4 separate regions of the Mus musculus genome follow, and regions 1, 3 and 4 are each linked to region 2. A link is a contact called in public HiChIP or PLAC-seq data. All regions are on one chromosome and are shown on one strand. Each heading gives the region's core, a stretch centred on a gene start, on an enhancer-like site or on the middle of the called end of the contact. The rest is flanking DNA. Distances are from core to core; before and after follow the strand shown.

Region 1 (2,700 bases), core at 122-2,621, 440 kb after region 2:
CCTGGTAAAGCTGTAATGCAACCTACACACACACACACACACACACACACACAGAGAGAGAGAAAGAGAGAGAGAGAGACTGATTCACGGAACGGTTGTAAGAACCCGAGGACCAACAAGACAGTGTCTTGTAGACACAGCAGGGGAAATTACACCCAAGAAATCTCAACAATATGGCTACCTAGACAAGACCAACACAGTGACACCAGTTGGTTCATCAGTGGGAGAAAGTTCTTAAGGTCTCACCCCTGGGGGGAGCTAGAGGGGGAAGGGCATGGTGGGAATGATGTAAATACAGTACTCATGAATGAAATTCTCAGAGAATTTACAAATGTAAATATAGAAGTTAAAAAGAGCCAGGTGTGGTGGCAAACACCATTAGCCCCAGCACTCAGGAGGCAGAAGCTGGCTACCCGCTGTGCTGGCTTGGTCTACATAGGAAGTTCCAGGCCAGCTAAGACTTCGTGGTAAGACCCTGTTTCAGAACACAAAACAAAGTTAAGAAGAGTGTGGCCTGGCTAACTTCCAAAGCCCTAGGTTTAATCCCTAGAGTATCACAAAAAGGCTTTCAGGAGTTACCCAACCGTGCCTGGACACTGGAGGCCACTAGACATACACCCTGCCCCTGCCCTCCACGATGGATCACTTAATCACACATCAGCCACCCACCCAGTGCCCCATTTACACTATGTGCACATCCATACCACATCCACTCACACATACACAACGCTTATTTATTTACACATGTATCATTTCATATGCTCACACACGTATGCACACTAGCTCACACCGTTATCTTTTCAGACCACGGCATTTTCCACTATTCTCCTATCCTGGGCTGGCTCTGGGAAGGGGGTCACCACTCTCCTGCGGGGAGCTTAGAGCCCAGCGCGGTGGGGAAGCAGCGAGCAGGACGGCGTCCACCAGGGGGCGCGCGCCGCTAGGGAGAGAGGAAGTGCAGGCGTCGTCTGGAACCGGGGCAGTTCTTTTTGGACCAGGGGCCTGCGGTCTGGCCCCGGAAGTTTAGTGGGTGCCCAGCGCGCCCCGAATCCCGTGATCGCTAGTCTCCTAGTCCAGCTGGTGCTGCGGGGAGATCAGCTCTGGCCTGGACAGGGGCGCCCTCACAGCCCTGGGCGTGCTCCCTCAGCCCAGGTGCAGTCCAGTTGCAGTCCCCGGAGTGCTCCCATAGCCCAATTGCAGCTCCCAGCGCGATTCCATAGCCCAGTTGCACCTACAAGCATGTTCCCGCAGCCCAGCGCAGCCCCCGGGGCACTCCTGCAACGCAAACGCGGCAGCACGCACTGCTGAAGGGCATGGTCCCCAGGGCTCCTGTTCCCAGAATGTGACTCAGCGCTTTCACATGCTGGGCATCCTGATTTGCATTGTTTGGCAGCGTGGGGTTCAATCCACACATGAGGACAGAGGCTCCCTGACTCCAGGCATAGGGACGTTTGCCCTTGTTCCTGTGCAAGATCACAAACATCGCTGGGGTTTTCAATAACCTGTCTGTGTAGGTAGAGAGAAAACTAGGGAAAGCCTGGGAGGGAAGAGACAGGAAGAGATCCCCCTTCCCTGCTAAGACTGCAGAAAAGAAAGTCCTTTTGAGAATTTGGGATTCACAGCAAATCTATGTCCTGCCAGTCACAGGAGGGACAAGGACTGTGGGGACTGGTTAAAGGAAAAACCACCACAGGGGAATGGCCCACCAGAGAGGCACAGATGTGTCCTGGATTCTGAAGGGTGGGAAGGTGGGTCCCAGGAAGATATCTATTCTGTGAGAAGTAAGGCAGAGATGGCTCTGTCACCAGAGGAGTAAGAACAGGTATCGACTAAGAAAGCTAAGGCACTTTAGAGCAGCTGACTGAGGTAAGATAATGTGGTTTCACCTGATCCGCATGTCTTTAGTCCCTGCACTCAGGAGGCAGAGGCAGGTGGATCTCTGAGTTCGAGGCCAGCCTGGTCTACAGAGTGAGTTCCAGGACAGCCAGGGCTACACAGAGAAACCCTGTCTCAAGACAGATAAAGAAGAATGTGGCTTCGTTGTGACTGGGATACAAGTGAAGAGTCCACACCAGTGCCCCAGGTACTGGAGGTGGCTGGGCAGAGGCAGACCACATTCAGGCTGGGGTCTCCGGAGCTGCTGGATAGGGGTGGGGGTGCAGAGAAGGCCTTTTTCCTCCCCAGCACAACACTTGCAGATCCTTCCTCTGTGGTGGGAAATGGGAGGTCTTAGTCCCTTGATCCAGAACTACCCTGAAGCAAGGGTTCTAGGACCAAGGCTCGGTTTTACTGAGTGTGTTTAAGAGCGCCCTGCGCACCCACAGGAGAGTCTTCCAGCCTGAGGCTCGTCGAGTGACTGATGGAATGAATGAATGAACAGAAAGGCCAAAGAAAGATGTGTGCAGCCGCCATCAGTGTACACCCGACCTGGAAAGACATCACACACACTGATGTGTTAGAATGGCGGGTTGCATCTCAACAGCACGCTAGGCCAAGACAGTTCCACGTGGACGAGGTTTTATTGGGAGAAGAGAGAGAAGGTGGCGGCAGAAAGAGAAGAGGGGGAGAGAGTGTGAGGGAGGGGAGTTCTCCTTATTTATATCGAGAATGACGTAACTCAGGTAAAGGTGGAAAGTGAGCCAAGTGGATGTTGGGAATAGGGTGCCTGTTGCCTTGGCAACCAGTCTGCAGGTTTTGCTG
Region 2 (2,700 bases), core at 43-2,542:
CACTGAAATCCTCCTGCCTCTGCCTCCAAGTGCTAGGATTAAAGGCCACAATACCTTGCTCTTTCTCTGTCTGTCTGTCTGTCTATCTATCCTTTCTTCCTTTCTTCCTCCCTTTCTTTCTTTCGTGAGACTGGACCTAGAATTCGCTGACTCGGCTAGTCTGGGTATCCAGTGAGCTCCAAGCATCTGTCTGCCTTTACCCTTGGCTCTGAGGTGACAGACACTGAGGTCACTAATGAGCTGTCTTATCTGGAGCTCAGCTCCTCATGTGTGTGCAGCAAGCTCTTTGCCAACTAAGTCATCCTCCTGGCTCTGAGACTTATTTTTATTTATTTATTTATTTATTTATTTATTTATTTATTTATTGTATGTGTATAAGTGCTGTGAACACATGTCTGTGTACCACATGTATGCCTGGAGCCCTTGGAGGTCCGAAGAAGGAACATGCAAACAGAATATCTTTGAGAATTTCCCAGCTATGAGATCAGTAAATAAAATTTAGGGGGCTAGAGACATGGCTCAGTAGCTAAGAGCATTCGTTGTTCCTGCAGAGGACCAGAGACGAGTTCCTAACACCTAGGTCAGGAGACCTTAACTGCCTCTAACTCCAAGCCCAGAGATCTGACGCCCTCTTCTGGCCATCTATGAATCCTGCATGCACATGCACATAGACCCCCACACACACATATGCATAATTAAAAACAGAAATCCTAAAAGCTAGCAGTGGCAGCACATGCCTCTATACTCGTAGCACTCAGCGGGCAGAGGCAGGTTCAGGGCCAGGCTGGTCTTCATAGTGAAACAGTCTGAGAACAAAATATTTCCTGGTTCCCCGTAGCATTCTGTTCTTTGAACATTACTGTTGAACATCAGGGGTTTCACCGATCCAGGGTCCATTTTCACACTACGGTCTAGGTTTAGAAAGGGTTCAGGTACCAGGGCAGAAGCTTAAGTTTCGGGTCCCACCCTCCCCAACGTTGCTCCTATGGCCTCCAGGAAGCGATATCTCCAGCGGAGGTCAGCTCTGGGACAGCTGAACACCATTCTCCTAGTGGCCCGGCCCCTGCTCCGGAGACGACAGAAGCTACGGGTATGAGGGGTTTAGAAGTGTTCATGGATTGTGGGGAAGCTCAGGATGGGAGCCAGGTGACCTTGGCTGGCCAAGTGGGCAGAATCCTAACAGCCTCAACTTGCTGGGTCTGAAATCTGTGAGCCCACTGCTTACTGACTATCTCCATTTCCTGTTCCGGCTGGGGCCCTGTGGCTGTTGTCTGGCTTCCTCTTGCTCCTCCCTGCACCGTTCCCCCCAGGCCTGACTCCCCCTTTTAGCCCCAGTTCCTTCTGTTCCCTCCAGGCCCCTGAGGCCTCTTCTACTCTCCCTCTTGCCTGATGACTCCTATGTGAACGCCATAAAAGCTGCTCAAAGGTCAATGCCCACATTCTGCCCCCCTCCCTGGCTCCTCCCTGGCTGGACTTTGTCCCCTGAGACCATTTGTCCCCTTCTTCTTTACCTCTTCCTGGTGCCCTAGCAGACAGGCAGTGACATCCACAGCCTGGTGACGGTGAGATTGGAGAGGGGGTAGGGGGGTAGGTGAGGTCGGGTGGTGGCACCCTCTGGGTCTATGACATTCTCTCGCTACCATCCTGTCTCCTGGGGACAAGAGGGGACACTGAGCTGCTGAGTTGGGGATGGGCTGCTAGTGGTGTGGGGGCATCAACTCTTGCTGGATCTCTCCCACAGTGTGCCCCTGGCCCGCACAGCGGGGAGCCCTGGGGGAAAGTGTCAAATATGGTGAGTGATCTTGGAAGCGGGTGCGGGAGGTGGGGTGGGGTGGGGGTCCTGTGTGGTGTCAGCCTGGCATAGTATGGGGAAGAGTATGGCACGTAGGATGCCAAACTGTCCCTTGTGTGCCACCTCAGCAGAAGATTGGGACTCTCTCGGTTTTCCTCAGAGGCTCTGGAAACCCGACCATCTGTTTCCAGGATGCATCCTTGTTCTTTAGGGACAGCTGTCATTCTGGAGATTTGGGGAGGGGGTGTGCCCAGTCCTTCTCGGCTGTCCTTTAGTTCCTGATCATTGATTCACTCCACCAGGACCTGGGTCGCTTAGAGATCCCCGCCCAGCTGGCTACTCTGCTGGAGAGGGCGGAAGGTGAGTCCTCTTAGTGTAGAGATGGGGTCCCTTCTGCTGCTCAGCTGGCCTACCACACCTGCCTCTTTCCCTGAGCCACTCACCGGCACTCTGCCAACCTGATGGGAGGAGTGGCAGAACTGAGTGTCCTAGGCTGCCTCTTGTGTTCCTTCCCAGGCCACCAGGCCTTGCTGACGGGGAGCATCACAGAGTCCCTGCCACCTGAGGTCCCCGCCCGGCCCAGCCTGACTCTCCCTCCAGACATTGACCAGTTTCCCTTCTCCAGTTTTGTATCCACCAGCTTTCAGGTGAGTCGCCTCTGGGTTCCTGGCATTCAGAAGCTCCTGTGTAACTCCCACCAGGCACAAACAGGTGTCCACCTTCTCCCAGGACATTCCCGTGGTCAGCAAAGCTGCTTGGGAAACAGTCCTTACCCAGAAGTTTCCAATGCACAGGCTCATTTCGGCCACACCTTTACTGTAACTGTGGGGTTGCCCTACGTTAAAGTTGTGTCCTTAAAGAAGGTTTAACCACCTGGGAAACTTCCCATGCCAGAGGATTAAATATAA
Region 3 (2,700 bases), core at 96-2,595, 500 kb before region 2:
TGTTACAGATGGTTCTGAGCCACCATGTGGTTGACCTTCGGAAGAGCAGTCAGTGCTCTTAACCACTGAGCCATCTCTCCAGCCCTTGTTTTGTTTCTTAATACAGAATTTCTCTTTATAGACCTGGCTGTCTTGGCACTTGCTGTGTAGACCAGGCTAGCCACCCAAGAGTTGGAATTAAAGGCATGTGCCACCACCTCCCCACTAAGATTTACTTTCTTTTAGTCCTGTATAAATGTATATATGTATGCATGCATGCATGTATGTATGTGTGGTTGTGTGATAGTGTATGCATTTGTGACTACAGTAGTTATGGCGTACAGAATACACAGTAAGTGGAAAAATAATCTGAGCTACAAAACAAAACAAAACCAAGCAAAAAGCACACACAAAAAAAGATCTGGGAAGTGGCTCTGTTGGCACAGTGTTTCGTTCACAAAGCCTTGAGGTTCGGTCTCCAGCATACATCAGGAGTAATGGCATACACCTGTAACTTCAGCACTTGGGAAGTATAGACTACTGGATCAAGAAGTTCAGAGTCATCCTTGAATACAGTTTGAGGCAAGCCTGGGATACACAAGGTCCTGACTATGAAAAAGGGTAAGTAGAGTCAGGCAAGGTAGTCCACTCCCTCACTCCTAGTGAAGTATCAAGCTGGCCAGGGCTACATATGCAACTGTCAACTTGAAACAAAACTGAATATGGATGGATAATTGATGCAATGTTGCACTTCATTGTTAAGATGCTAATACCAAGCACACGGTTCAGGTTGTCCCGTGCCCCTGTCCTGGTTCTGAGCACTTGGCTTCATACTAACTCTGAATTCTCCCATTAACCCCTGAGTAAGGATGGATACTGTCCACATTCGCACCCTAAAAGTAACCCCACTCATGAGAAACTTGGAGGGTTTGCACTGAAGGGATCCCAGGCAGACACAGGGATTTCAGGCACTTCCCAACCCGAGAATATAAAATCCCCCTTTCAGAGAAGACAGTTGCCTGGGACAAACTCAGATGGTGTATGGGGGAGGGAGGAGGGACGCCAGATGACCTCACTCATTCACGTGTATTCAGTGCCTTACTCTGCCAGGCGCTGACCTCATACTGATAGAAAGGACAGATAGAGATCATTGGGTGACATTTGTCTCTTTGATGAGAATGATCGGGAATGGGGAGGGAACATAACCTACAGGAGAGGTGAGAACCCAAAAGAAAGATCCCCAGTGTTGCCTCTTTCCCTTCAATGCAAGATACAGGGCGTCTGCTGGCACGGGAGGGCACAGAGAGGCGAGTGACACGCCCTCATCCTTTTCCAGGGAAGCTGGTGCGATTCTGAGCGGCAGGACTGCCAACGTCAGTGCTGCCAGCGTGTGCACCGTCATTTCCGGCCAGCTGTGCTGGTCTGGATGCGGAGGTGGAGGACAGAGACCGAGGGCTGGGCAGTGGCGAATTGCGACTTCAAGTTGTCAGATGGGCGTCCAGGGCCTTACCCCAGTCGGAGCTGGGCTGGCAGCCAGGGAGTTGCATTCTCGCGGGACTCCGAGTCGGTCCGGGTTGGTGTTAGTGGCGCACTCCGCTGTCAGGATCTAGGCTCGCATCCCCTGGATCTGAGCTTGCCTCCTCAGGTTTCTGAGCATCGAGGATGAGTACAGAGAAGTACATCTTGCTATTAGGAGTCAACACAGACCTCTAAGAAATTCTGTTGCTCAAGATTTGGAAGGCATCCAGCTGCCAAAGGCTCTGGCCTTGGTGCTGCACTTTGATGCCCTGAGGCACGGGTTTTCTGACCCAAATATGAGACACAAGGCTCAGGGAGTTATCGTGGTCAGGAAATTTATTTGACCTCCGATCCCCACCCTAGACACTGGTATCCACCTGATTTTGACTATGTGACAGGGTCAGGTTTGAAGGTGAGCCCGGGAGGCAGACCTGTCATAGACTCGATTAGAGTTGGAAGTATCACCACCCCCGCCTCTGAGCCAGAATAGGCAACAGACATATCACAGGCTTGGCACACGTCCTGTATTCCCATTCCCAGCAGCCAGCTAACACCCTATGCTCATACCCTCTGTGTTCTGCAGACGGACCCAAGAGGCTCCATCACCCTGGCCACGTCAGTGGGTCAGTGGTCCAGCTTCAGCCTTACCCTCACACCAACCACCTGGGATTCCTTCTATCAGCATGAGATGCACTGAGATTCCTTCTATCAGCATGATTGGAAAAAAAAATGATGCCAACATAACCCCAGTTTCTATAGGCCAGCAGACAACATGCCCATCCCTGCCTCTGGGAGTCACGTGGAGGTCGTGGTCAGTGTGGGCAAGGCTGAGGACCGAGAAATGGGTAGAAGCTGGGTGGCTCTCAAGTACAGAAGGCAATTAAGTCACCACTGAAAACAACTTTAGTGCCAAGATATGGGGTGCATTTTCACATTTGAAGTCTGCCTTTAACTGTCTGAGCAAGGGGCTGGAGAAATGGCTCAATGGTTAAGAAGTTGTTGGCTGTTCTTTCGGAGCACTGAAATCTGGTTCCCAGCAACCATGCCAGGATGCTCACAAATGCCCCTAACTCCAGCTCCAGAGGCTCTGATACCCCACTCTGGCCTCTGTGGATAATCCTCCACTAATACACATAAATAAAATAAATCTGGGGAGGAAGGGAAAAATAAATAAAACAAATCTTTTTTTTTTCTCTTTTCTCT
Region 4 (2,700 bases), core at 136-2,635, 340 kb after region 2:
ATGATGCTTCAGCTGCCTCCTGGGCCTCAGAGCCAGCCCTGTTTGCTCACAAGCATGATGTCCCCATTTCTGGGTTTGCCCATGCTGGGCCAGGGAAGAAAGGGCAGGGCCGCCATCGAGGCCAAAGTGACCTCACCAGAAGGCTATGTGTGCTGCCTAGCAACCTAGCGCCAGCAGGATGGCAGGCACTTCCTGCTAAAGCCACTTTTCCTTCAAATGCTGTTTCCTGGCACCCTGCCTGGGTTATGTGTGTGACTACAGAGAGTGAGCTGCATAGGCCTGCTCTTAGGCTGTTAGCTCCTCCTCCACTTGTTCTGTCTATCCTGCCCCAGCACAAGTGCGCACTCTTTGGACATCTGTTCTCAAGCAGGAGCAGGTGGAACCATGAATCATAGGCCTGGACTCAAAAACTAACTGTTTAACCTCAGTTCTGGGAGCGTCCAGACCTGGCTTAAACGCTGGGGAACTCAGGCTAAGATGGTTCAGTTGGCAACGTGCTTGCCATATAAACATGAGAGCTTGGCTTCAGATCTGCAGAACCACACAAAGCCTGGGGGTAGGGTGGCTCAGTGGGTAAGGCTCTTGAGGCCCAGTCATGGTACCTAAAGCTGAACACAGAAGCAGGAGTCTGTAACTCCACTGCTCCAAGGGCAGGATGGGGGCCTGAGACAGGGGGATCCCTGGAGCTCACAGGTCAGCTAGCCTGGCCTATGCAGTGCTGGCAAACAAAGAGGCCCTATTTGGGGGCTGGAGAGATGGCTGCTCTTGCAGAGTTCAGTTCCCAGCACCCATACCAGGAGTCTCATAGTCAACTCTAATTCCAGTTTGGGGGGAGGGGGGGACCTGCTTTTCAGGCATGGCTCTCCCTCCCCCTGGGACCTGTTGAAGGGACTCCCTCTCTACCCTGATTTCACCCAACAGTCTCTTGTCCTTCCTCCCCCAGCGACTCCTGCAGTATGACCCCAGCCAGCGGATCTCAGCCAAGACTGCCCTGGCCCATCCCTACTTCTCTCCTGGACACTCCCTAGCACCCCAACAATGTACAGCAGGGCGTTCCTCCCGCTGAGAACACGTATGTGGGGCCCACCACCTCACACCCTCGCCAGCTGCCTCCCTCCCTTTCTGCCTTTCTGGGGAAGAACAGACCCTGAGGGGCTTGGGTTCATGTCGTCTACAGGTTGGCAAGTTCCTGTATTGTTTGTTGGATTTAATGGAGCACTTTCGAAAGGCATGCAGGTGCTCCCTGCCCAATTGGGGGCAGGGCACAGAACTCCTCTGAATGACCAGACAGTAGGTGTCAGGTTAGATAAGAGACCCTAGCCCTTCGCCTTCACTGCACAGCTGCAGAGCATGGCCCCTGAGAGAGGGTGCCCTCTGCTGGTCTTTTGGTTTAGGCTGTTGGGAGAGTTGAATTCCAGTTCAGAGGACCTAGTTAAACAGGAGGAGGGGCAGGGCAGTTCTCTGATCCTAAGAGTGGTTACAACACCTGAGGGTGTTCTAAGTAGTCGCGTCATCAAAAATAGGCAGTTGATGTCCTTCTGTGTGACACATGGAAAATAAATGTAACTTCTTCCTGAGCTTTTGGTGTCAATCTTCGTATGGGGGACATGGTCTGACAACAAAGGGAAGCTCTCCACAGAGAGCTAGAGGCAGTTCTGGCAGGAACTGAGGGGCTATGGGGCTTCCAGGGTCTCCTTTCATGACCTTCTGTTTCTCAGGCAGGTGAGCTGGGCACATCTACCCCACACAACACATACTTTGGGGTGGGGGAATCCCCAAGCAGTACTGCTTCTGGGCTCACACCCCAGACACACTGACCCCGCAACCCCAAATGAGAGGAGACTCGGCACAGAGATAATCCATTTATTAGAAGCACGGGGTGGGGAGGAACAACGGAACTTCCCATATTTGGGGACAGAGCCCAACACCACAAACGATTGCGCAGTGAGGTGGACACTCAGGAGGAGGACCCGCTGCCTCGGATTACGCAGCTCCAGGGCAAGGTGACGTGTGCATTCTCCCTCCCCCTCTGCAGAGCCCCTCATCAACGCACACAGGATCTTGGCAGGGTGGGGGAGGCCGCGCGGTAGCAGCGATAGCCTTCTAGCATGGCGGGGAGCAGTAGTAGGCCACTTAGAGGATCTTTGCGGCAGCGCCCCATGGCCTCCTTGTAGCTCAGCCTCTCCTTGGTGATGGGGTCTGTCAGATCCTTCTCGTAGCCGGATTCATCTTGCAGGAGCTGGCCCAGGTCTTCGCTGATCATCCCGCAGAGCACAGCCTGAGGGACGGGGATGCGTCCCGTCCTCTTGGGGTCGATGAGGCCCCCAGTCAGGTGCTGTACCAGCAGGTGGGGAAGCACGCTTTCCTGGGGCATCCAGCCCTTCTGGATGGCCTCACCCACCGACAGCCTCTTCCTGGTGACAGGGTCCTCGATGCCGGTGAAGGCCTTCTGAGCATTGAGCAGCCGTTGAGTGGAGGTGTTCTCAATGAGTCCCCGCTCCACCGCCTTGTGTACGGAGTACCGTTCTCGGCTAAGAAGGTCAACAATGCCTCCCGTGGCTGCCTGGGCCTCCAACAGCTTCTGCCCAGTGATAGGATCCAGCATGTTCTTGGCCACAGCTGCCTTGATGCTACACTTGTTGTCTGTGGTTGTATCGTAGATCCCCGCGATGGGGAAGCTATCCTCAGTGAGCCCAAAAG

The links. HiChIP or PLAC-seq counts read pairs in DNA pulled down with a chosen protein or histone mark.
Region 1: a FOXA1 HiChIP or PLAC-seq map of pancreatic cancer cells shows a contact between it and region 2. The contact joins two enhancer-like sites. A contact is called at or near these places in 2 of 39 promoter capture datasets (liver and pre-B cells) and 1 of 115 datasets of contacts at active chromatin or transcription factors (pancreatic cancer cells).
Region 3: a contact with region 2 is called in an HNF4G HiChIP or PLAC-seq map of pancreatic cancer cells. The contact joins two enhancer-like sites. A contact is called at or near these places in 3 of 39 promoter capture datasets (embryonic stem cells, pre-B cells and stem cell-derived epiblast-like cells), 2 of 484 Hi-C or Micro-C datasets (both in embryonic stem cells), 1 of 115 datasets of contacts at active chromatin or transcription factors (pancreatic cancer cells) and 1 of 9 other capture datasets (pancreatic islet).
Region 4: a contact with region 2 is called in an HNF4G HiChIP or PLAC-seq map of pancreatic cancer cells. The contact joins two enhancer-like sites.

What each region holds. Positions count from the first base shown.
Region 1 is chr11:116,318,245-116,320,944 of GRCm38.p6, forward strand. No RefSeq gene overlaps it. Among named protein-coding and RNA genes, the nearest start is that of Gm26730, 13 kb to the left of the region's middle. Within about 2 kb of position 1,372, at least 147 of the 459 cell types and tissues checked have an H3K27ac peak or open chromatin away from gene starts, as enhancers often do. A contact at or near this core is called in pancreatic cancer cells, where this site is marked.
Region 2 is chr11:115,876,004-115,878,703 of GRCm38.p6, forward strand. It overlaps Myo15b (myosin XVB), which reads left to right. Exons shown (of 64, transcript NM_001384233.1): 21 at 997-1,090; 22 at 1,676-1,703; 23 at 1,953-1,975; 24 at 2,095-2,152; 25 at 2,309-2,439. Among named protein-coding and RNA genes, the nearest start is that of Myo15b, 19 kb to the left of the region's middle. Within about 2 kb of position 1,293, at least 41 of the 459 cell types and tissues checked have an H3K27ac peak or open chromatin away from gene starts, as enhancers often do. A contact at or near this core is called in pancreatic cancer cells and pancreatic islet, where this site is marked.
Region 3 is chr11:115,372,931-115,375,630 of GRCm38.p6, forward strand. No RefSeq gene overlaps it. Among named protein-coding and RNA genes, the nearest start is that of Hid1, 6.5 kb to the left of the region's middle. Within about 2 kb of position 1,346, at least 172 of the 459 cell types and tissues checked have an H3K27ac peak or open chromatin away from gene starts, as enhancers often do. A contact at or near this core is called in pancreatic cancer cells and pancreatic islet, where this site is marked.
Region 4 is chr11:116,218,711-116,221,410 of GRCm38.p6, forward strand. It overlaps Evpl (envoplakin), which reads right to left. Exons shown (of 22, transcript NM_025276.3): 22 at 1,849-2,700. The coding sequence ends at 2,045. It also overlaps the pseudogene Cdk3. Among named protein-coding and RNA genes, the nearest start is that of Gm33250, 5.2 kb to the right of the region's middle. Within about 2 kb of position 1,386, at least 134 of the 459 cell types and tissues checked have an H3K27ac peak or open chromatin away from gene starts, as enhancers often do. A contact at or near this core is called in pancreatic cancer cells, where this site is marked.